Linked DNA regions of Pan troglodytes: region 2 is linked to region 1. The links are chromatin contacts, called in public Hi-C maps. All regions are on one chromosome and are shown on one strand. The core of a region is the stretch at or near the end of the contact, and the rest is flanking DNA. Distances in the headings are between cores, read along the strand shown. Region 1 holds the start of FBXO16 (F-box protein 16). Region 2 has its middle 95 kb from the start of EXTL3.

What was found. Hi-C and Micro-C count contacts between places; a contact is called where the count stands out from the background.
Region 2: a Hi-C map of stem cell-derived neural progenitor cells shows a contact between it and region 1, with 4 times the contacts expected there. The contact joins the enhancer-like site here to the promoter of FBXO16 in region 1. A contact is called at or near these places in 1 of 7 Hi-C or Micro-C datasets (stem cell-derived neural progenitor cells) and 1 of 1 datasets of contacts at active chromatin or transcription factors (stem cell-derived excitatory neurons).

Annotation. Positions count from the first base shown.
Region 1 is chr7:36,845,487-36,848,829 of NHGRI_mPanTro3-v2.0_pri, reverse strand. FBXO16 (F-box protein 16) reads left to right here and starts at 1,561. Exons shown (of 8, transcript XM_009455108.5): 1 at 1,561-2,050.
Region 2 is chr7:36,977,312-36,980,654 of NHGRI_mPanTro3-v2.0_pri, reverse strand. No RefSeq gene overlaps it. Among named protein-coding and RNA genes, the nearest start is that of EXTL3, 95 kb to the left of the region's middle. Within about 2 kb of position 1,749, at least 12 of the 24 cell types and tissues checked have an H3K27ac peak or open chromatin away from gene starts, as enhancers often do. A contact at or near this core is called in stem cell-derived neural progenitor cells, where this site is marked.

The sequences.
Region 1 (3,343 bases), core at 312-2,811:
AGCCTGGGCGACAAAGCCATCCCTGTCTCTTAAAAAAAAAAAAAAAAGTAATGTTGCAGTGTCAGACATTGAGCTCTATGTGCTCACTGTGAACACAGACAGTGTGGATGGTGTGACTCAGGTTCTTTTGGGAGGACAGTAGTCTGATGATGAGGTGCAGGACAAGAGGAAGCCCAGAAGATGTTGGTTGAGAGGCAAGAAGAAAGAGACCTTCTTTTCAGGGATGAAAATATTCAAATCCAACAGGGCTAAAGGAGATGCTCTCTGTGATCCCATCTCTCTTTCATTCCATGTTGTAACCACCAATACGAAGTCTTTAATGAGCGGAAACTTCATAGAGAGACACAGCACTCCCAACATTGTTAAAACTGGTCTCTTTCTGGATGAACCCGTTTTGAAACCATAAAAGCTAACTGGTAATGCATGGTAATTTAGTATTGCATCTAAGTACCTCCTCCAGGCCACCCCCTCACCGCCTCTGCCCCCAAGGCTTTGTTTATTCATTTAGGTACAACCCGGTCATGTGGAAAAAATCCCTAGGCTGGAATTCAAACAACCTAGGTTCTAATTTCAGCTTGCCCACTTACTGATCCATTTTAATCCAAGGAAAGCAACAACTTCTATGAGCTTCATTTTTTTCTTTTTAAACTAGAGATATACAAATGCTGCCTATTTAAAAACTATAAAACAGGTCGAGCACGGTGGCTCACGCCTGTAATCCCAGCACTTCAGGAGGCTGAGGCGGGCAGATCACCTGAGGTCAGGAGTTCGAAACCAGCCTGGCCAACATGGTGAAACCCCGTCTCTACTAAAAATACAAAAAAATTAGCCGGGCATGGTGACGCATGCTTGTAATCCCCGCTACTCAGGAGGCTGAGGCAGGAGAATCGCTTGAACCCGAGAGGTGGAGGTTGCAGTAACCTGAGATCGCACCAATGCACTCCAGCCTGGGCAATAAGAGCAAAACTCCGTCCCCCCCAAAATAAAAATAAAACCTGTAAAACACAACAGAAACACAGGGTTTGTACATTTAAGTGGAAGGGGAATGCATTCTTATTTATTTTGAGGAAAAAAGTAAGGAAAGTCTCTTTTTGCTGTTGTTGACTGCTGCCTATAAGACCTGCTTTACATTGACCAAAGGACCTCTGTTCCGGAATTTTGAACTTTTTGGTATCCTCCAGCACTTGTTCATAACTCTATAACAGCTGTTACCCGTGTGAGCCTTCCATTAAATATTTGTATATTGCACCTTCCAGTCTTCCTCTTTAGATTTCTTTTTTATCTTTGTATTCTCATTTTGCTTCGTATTACAAGACAGGCGCTCAATAAATTTAATGAATTGGACGGGATTCTAAGAGTTCCTAAATTTAGTTATTCTTATTAGGGCATGCCATCTGCTGGTTCCCTGGTGTATCTGTCACTCAGCCTGAATTCTATAATCCAATAAATTGAAATTTGCATTGAAGCATTTGTGTGTCTCTGTGTTGGGCAATTCCTCCTGGCCCCATCCTTCCACTTCCTGTTGCAGGTGCTATTCTTTCATTGAACCAGTCTCGAATTCTTTTTCCTCCAACCCTCTGTTTACCTGTTGGCCACTCTTAAAACCTGGCACAGTGGAGCCTGCATTTCGCAGCTCCGGAGTGACCAGGACAATGTGACTGGGCATGCTCCGTAGGTAGGGCTGATTTGGGACACACTACGTCTTGAATGAAGGTTTTCAACGCTACTTGTTTCAGGATTCGACGCGTCTTCATTCTAGGGTTATATTGAGACATTACAGTCCCTCCCACGCTCTTGGCCGCCACACTTGTTAATTTTATCCCCGTGCCCAATTTTGTAGCCAGCCCTCCTGGATCTCGCGGCCAATCAGGAGCCCACACACTGTTGCCTAAGAGACCCCGGATGCCAGCGACGGGATTTATAGACGGTGATTGGGCTGCTGGAAGCTGGGAGGGGTGAGGGACTGGAGGGAGTCGGAGAAAAAGCTGACCTGATGAAACTGTGGCAACGTCAGCGCTTGAGGCTTGAAGAGGGAGACAAGCTAAAAGAGGTGAGAGCTGTGGACAGTGCATGAAAAAGATGGAGACTCTCTCTTTGGAAAGCTCCAGGGCCTCCCATGAGCTTTATCAGTGCTCTTGGGGATTTCATTGTGCCCTCTCATTTGGGCTACAGTGCAACTGCCAGATATTCATGCTTGTGAAATTAACAACCCACAGATAATTATATGCCTACCAAGCATTAGCTCTTTGCGTTGTGTTATAGTTCTTGCTTTTTAAAAACTAGTTAAGCGGAAGATGAATTCGTATTGAAATCTACCCATACGCTATTTCTTGATAATTTCCTGATAATAATTTGAGATTCCCTTGTCTGATGATATTACAATGTATGGGTAAATTCTGTTAGCAGAGAGACCCAGTCCTATTATGCTCAGTAAACTCTGCATATAACCCCAGAGCCCAGTATCATGTTCTGAGTTTCACTCTACATTTCTACAATTCTACAAGGGTTTTTTTTTTTTTTTGGTTGGTTTTTGTTTTTTGAGACAGGGTCTTGCCATGTTGCCCAGGCTGAACTGCAGTGGTGCAATCATCGCTCACTGCAGCCTTGAACTCCTGGGTTCAAGGAATCCTTCCATCTCAGCCTCCTGAGTAGCTGGGACTATAGGAGCCCACCGCCACACCCACACCCAGCAATTTTTTTTTTTTTTTTTTTGTAGAGATAGGGTTTTGCTGTGTTGCCCAGGCTGGTCTGGAATTCCTGGGCTTCAACTCCTGGGCTCAAGAGATCCTCCTGCCTCAGCCTCCCAAAATGCGGGGATTATAGGCGTGAGCCACCACACTTGGTCAACATTTCTACAAATTGTGGTGGTGGTGGTGGTGGTGGTGTTTTTTTGTTTTTCAAGATGGAGTCGCACTCTGTCCCCCAGGCTGGAGTGCAGTGGCATGATCTTGGCTCACTGCAACCTCTGCCTCCCAGGCTCAAGCAGTCCTCCCACCTCAGCCTCCCAAGTAGCTGGGACTATAGGCACACACCACCACGCTCTGCTAATTTTTTGCTTTTGTTTTGTTTTTGGTAGAGACGAGGTTTCACTGTGTTGCCCAGGCTGGTCTTGAACTCCTGAGCTCAGGTGATTCACCCACCTCAGCCTCCCAAACATTTCTACAAGTTTTAATCCTTAAACTGCTCCCCACTTGCACTGCTGTAGTCATTTTTTCTATTGATTTAACAAATATTGAGTACCTATGATATACTACTGTGATGATTCAGGTGAGCAGTGAGCATCAGAAAACCACATAAGCCAAGAATCATCAGAGTTGTGTGGCACGTTCTCAGAGTGGCCATG
Region 2 (3,343 bases), core at 500-2,999, 130 kb before region 1:
AGAGCAAAGTACTCAGAGTTTGTTAAGGACCAGCAGGAATTTCTGCTTAACAAAATATTTAGAATCCCAACAACTCTGAGACTTACCTCCTTTCCCTGGGGATAGGTAAGGTGAGAACAATTTGAAAGAATTTTCTTCAGTTCTGGGGATGAGGAGAATTTTCTTATTATCTCAAGTCAACAGGTATGACTGTCTAGCAAAAAAGGAATGTGAGTTCATTGCTAGCATTTTAGACTTGAAATGAACAATAAATATAATATTAATAGTTCAACCTTCTCAGAGGCAGAAACGTTTTAAAACCAAGCTTGCCTGATTTCCCATCTGCTGCCTTTTACGATCAGCAAATTTGTTAAGGAGGATCATGTTTACCTGATGAATATCTTTCAGTTTTCCTAATTATAACCTTTATTACTAAATGCCTAAAGGAGTTCACAAGTAAAATCAACCAATTCATATTTATGGGAATGAAAATATAGGGTGAAGTTTTTAAATAAAAACATATCTTTAAAAACATGAATTATGTTACATGGGGGATAAGGATCAAAAGACACACGTGCTTTGCCAAGCCTTGAAAAGTAGGCAAAGATGGGGTCACCTTAGACTTTCAGCATGGAGCCTTCAGGACAGGACATGCTTACCAAGGGGTGAGACTGAACGGATGGAGCCCTGCAGGGTGACCCAGAAACAGGCTGAGGACAGACACCAACAAAACTCAGCATTCCAAGCGCCCCCTATTCCCGGGCTTCCAATCTGCCAAACTTAACTTTTGAAAAGCTCAAATTGTGGGATCCCAAATTAAAGTCAGCTGTGCTGAGGGGCTCGCAGGTACGGCTGGCTTTGGGGTCCGCATTCTGTGGTGTCTTCTGGGGTAGGTGTGTTTGGGGCTACAGGGACTGAAGGGCACCCACGGCACGGGCTTACCCACGGAGACAGCGCCTCCTGACAGTGCGCGAGGCGGGCGCGTGGCAGATGCCGCTTACCCCGTACCCGAGGCAGCAGGGGCCGGGACCCCCGCCCACAGTGTGATACGGACCCCTGCTGACAGCCACACTCTCCCAGTTCTCACAAATTCCCGCCTCTGTAGAAACCCAGCCCAGCCCAGCCCAGCCCACCCCGGAGTTCACGTCCACACTCCGAGGCAGGGGACATGGACCGCAAGCTTGCAATCGCCCGCCCCAGACGCCCAGAGCAGGCGCCCCACGTCCGGCCCGCGGGCAGGACGACGGGGCCAGACAAAGAGTTTTAAAATCGATCCCCCGGGTAAAGCCCGGGCTACAGCGAGAAGTGCGAAGCCGTCTCTAAATTTTAGCAGCTCGCCGCTTCTCCCATTGGCACGACGAAGAAAAGACTTCCCACCCCCGAAAGGGAAGATCCCGAAGAGCCCCTACCTCGCTGCAGCGCCAGGTCCCGCGGTCTCCAGCGGCGGCCACTGCAGCCGGCGACAGCGCCAGCGGCCCGGCCCCGCCCTCTCCACGGTCCCGCCCCCTGAGGCCCCGCCCTCGGCTCACCGCATCCCCGGCCGGCCGGCCGGCTCCCGGTCCCACCCACCGCCCCCTCGGCGGCTCCCGGCCCCGCCCCCTAACGCCCCGCCCACCGCCTCCGCGTCGGCTCCCGGCCCTTTCCTCGGAGGCCCCGCCCACGCCGGCTCCCGGGCCCGCCTTCTCGCGGCCCCGCAGCTGGGTGCAAGACTGTCGTGCAGGCCCCAGAGCCCGGTGCATTGTGGGACGCCGCAGCCAATGCCGAGCCTGCGCTGCCTCCTGGCGGGCGCCGCTGCAACAACACCAGCACCCGGCTGCACACGGCGGAGGGCTATACGGCACCGGGCGCCGATCGCTGGGGTCCCGGTAAAACATGAAAATGAGCCGGATGCTTAGAGTGCGGGGCTACCTCCCGCTTAGCGACATAAGGAAACGCGAAAGCAGCGTTAAGACTAGGGCAAGCTTTCGAAACTAGGGAAAATCTTTACAAAGGATCAAACGAAATGACGTCAAGGGGAGGGAGAAACCTGCACGCGTCGTTTTTATTTCTGGGGAAACCACAGATCAGCTCAGTCTAGAGAAGAACGGGGTTCTGTGTGACAGGGGCTAAAATTGGAATCCAGAACTCTTCCCGTACATGCCCCGAGGAAAAAGTTTAAATGCAGTTAAAAAATAAATTACACAAAAATGTAGTGAAAAATGAGAATATAACAAATGACTAGTAAGTCGCTATTTAAATAAGAATATGAACATTGTCACTACGTGGAAATATTTCTGTCATGCGATGTTAAGTGACAAACACACACAAGACAGCACGTGGCCAGTGATTTCAACTGTGGCAAATCTGCGTGTCCACAAACAGAAGCAGCAGCTTCCAAGTAGCTTAGAGTTTAATGCGTCTTAAGGTTCTTTATTTTTATTAGATCAGTTTTTAACGTTTCTGAGTGGTTGGGACTAATCCTAATTGTGGATGGCATTGCAATATTTCAGTTTTCCCTCACTGTAAGTAATAATTATAAAAAGTGATCTAGGAAGAAAACATTCTGAGGCGTTAGGGAACTATGACAATTTTGCTTGTCTGCAAACCCTGGTGGGGCACAAATGGAAAAGTACATTTAGCAGGGAGTGTATTGGTTAGCTAGCGCTGCTGTCAGAAAGTGCCATAAGCTAGGGGGCTAAATCAGCAGACGTGTGCTGTCTCACAGTCCTGGACGCTGGAAGCCTGTGTTCAAGGTGTGGGCAGTGTTGGTTCCAGTTCTGAGGACTGTGAGGAAAGATTGTTCCAGGCCTCTCTCCTGGGTTGTAGATGGCCAGCTTCATGTACATGTGGCATTCTTCCTGTGTCCAAATATCCCCCTTTTATAAGAACACCAGTCATAGTAGATTTGGGGCCCACCCTACCCTACTCCAGCATGCCCTCCTCTTAACTAATTACCTCTGCAATCATCTGATTTCCAAATAAGGTCATATTCTGAGGTACTGGGGCTTAGCACTTCAGCCTGTCAGTGGGGAGGGAGAGGGACAATTCAGTGCACACCTGGAGATTCAAAGTGTAATCTTTGGAAAATCACACACACTGAATGACAAAAACAATCATAATTAACAATAATGTACATGATCTTAAATGTATCAAAAAGCCAACAATGGGCGCTGTGGCTCACATCTGAAATCCCAGCACTTTGGGAGGCTGAGAGGGGAGGATCGCTTGAGCTCAGAAGTTAGAGACCAGCCTGGGCAAGATAGCCAGACCCAGTCTCTACAAAAATAAGCAAGTTATCCAGGCATGATGGTGCCCACCATAGCCCCAGCTAGTCAGTAGGCTGAGGCAGGAGGATCACTTGAGCCTAGGAGTTCAGGGCTGCAGT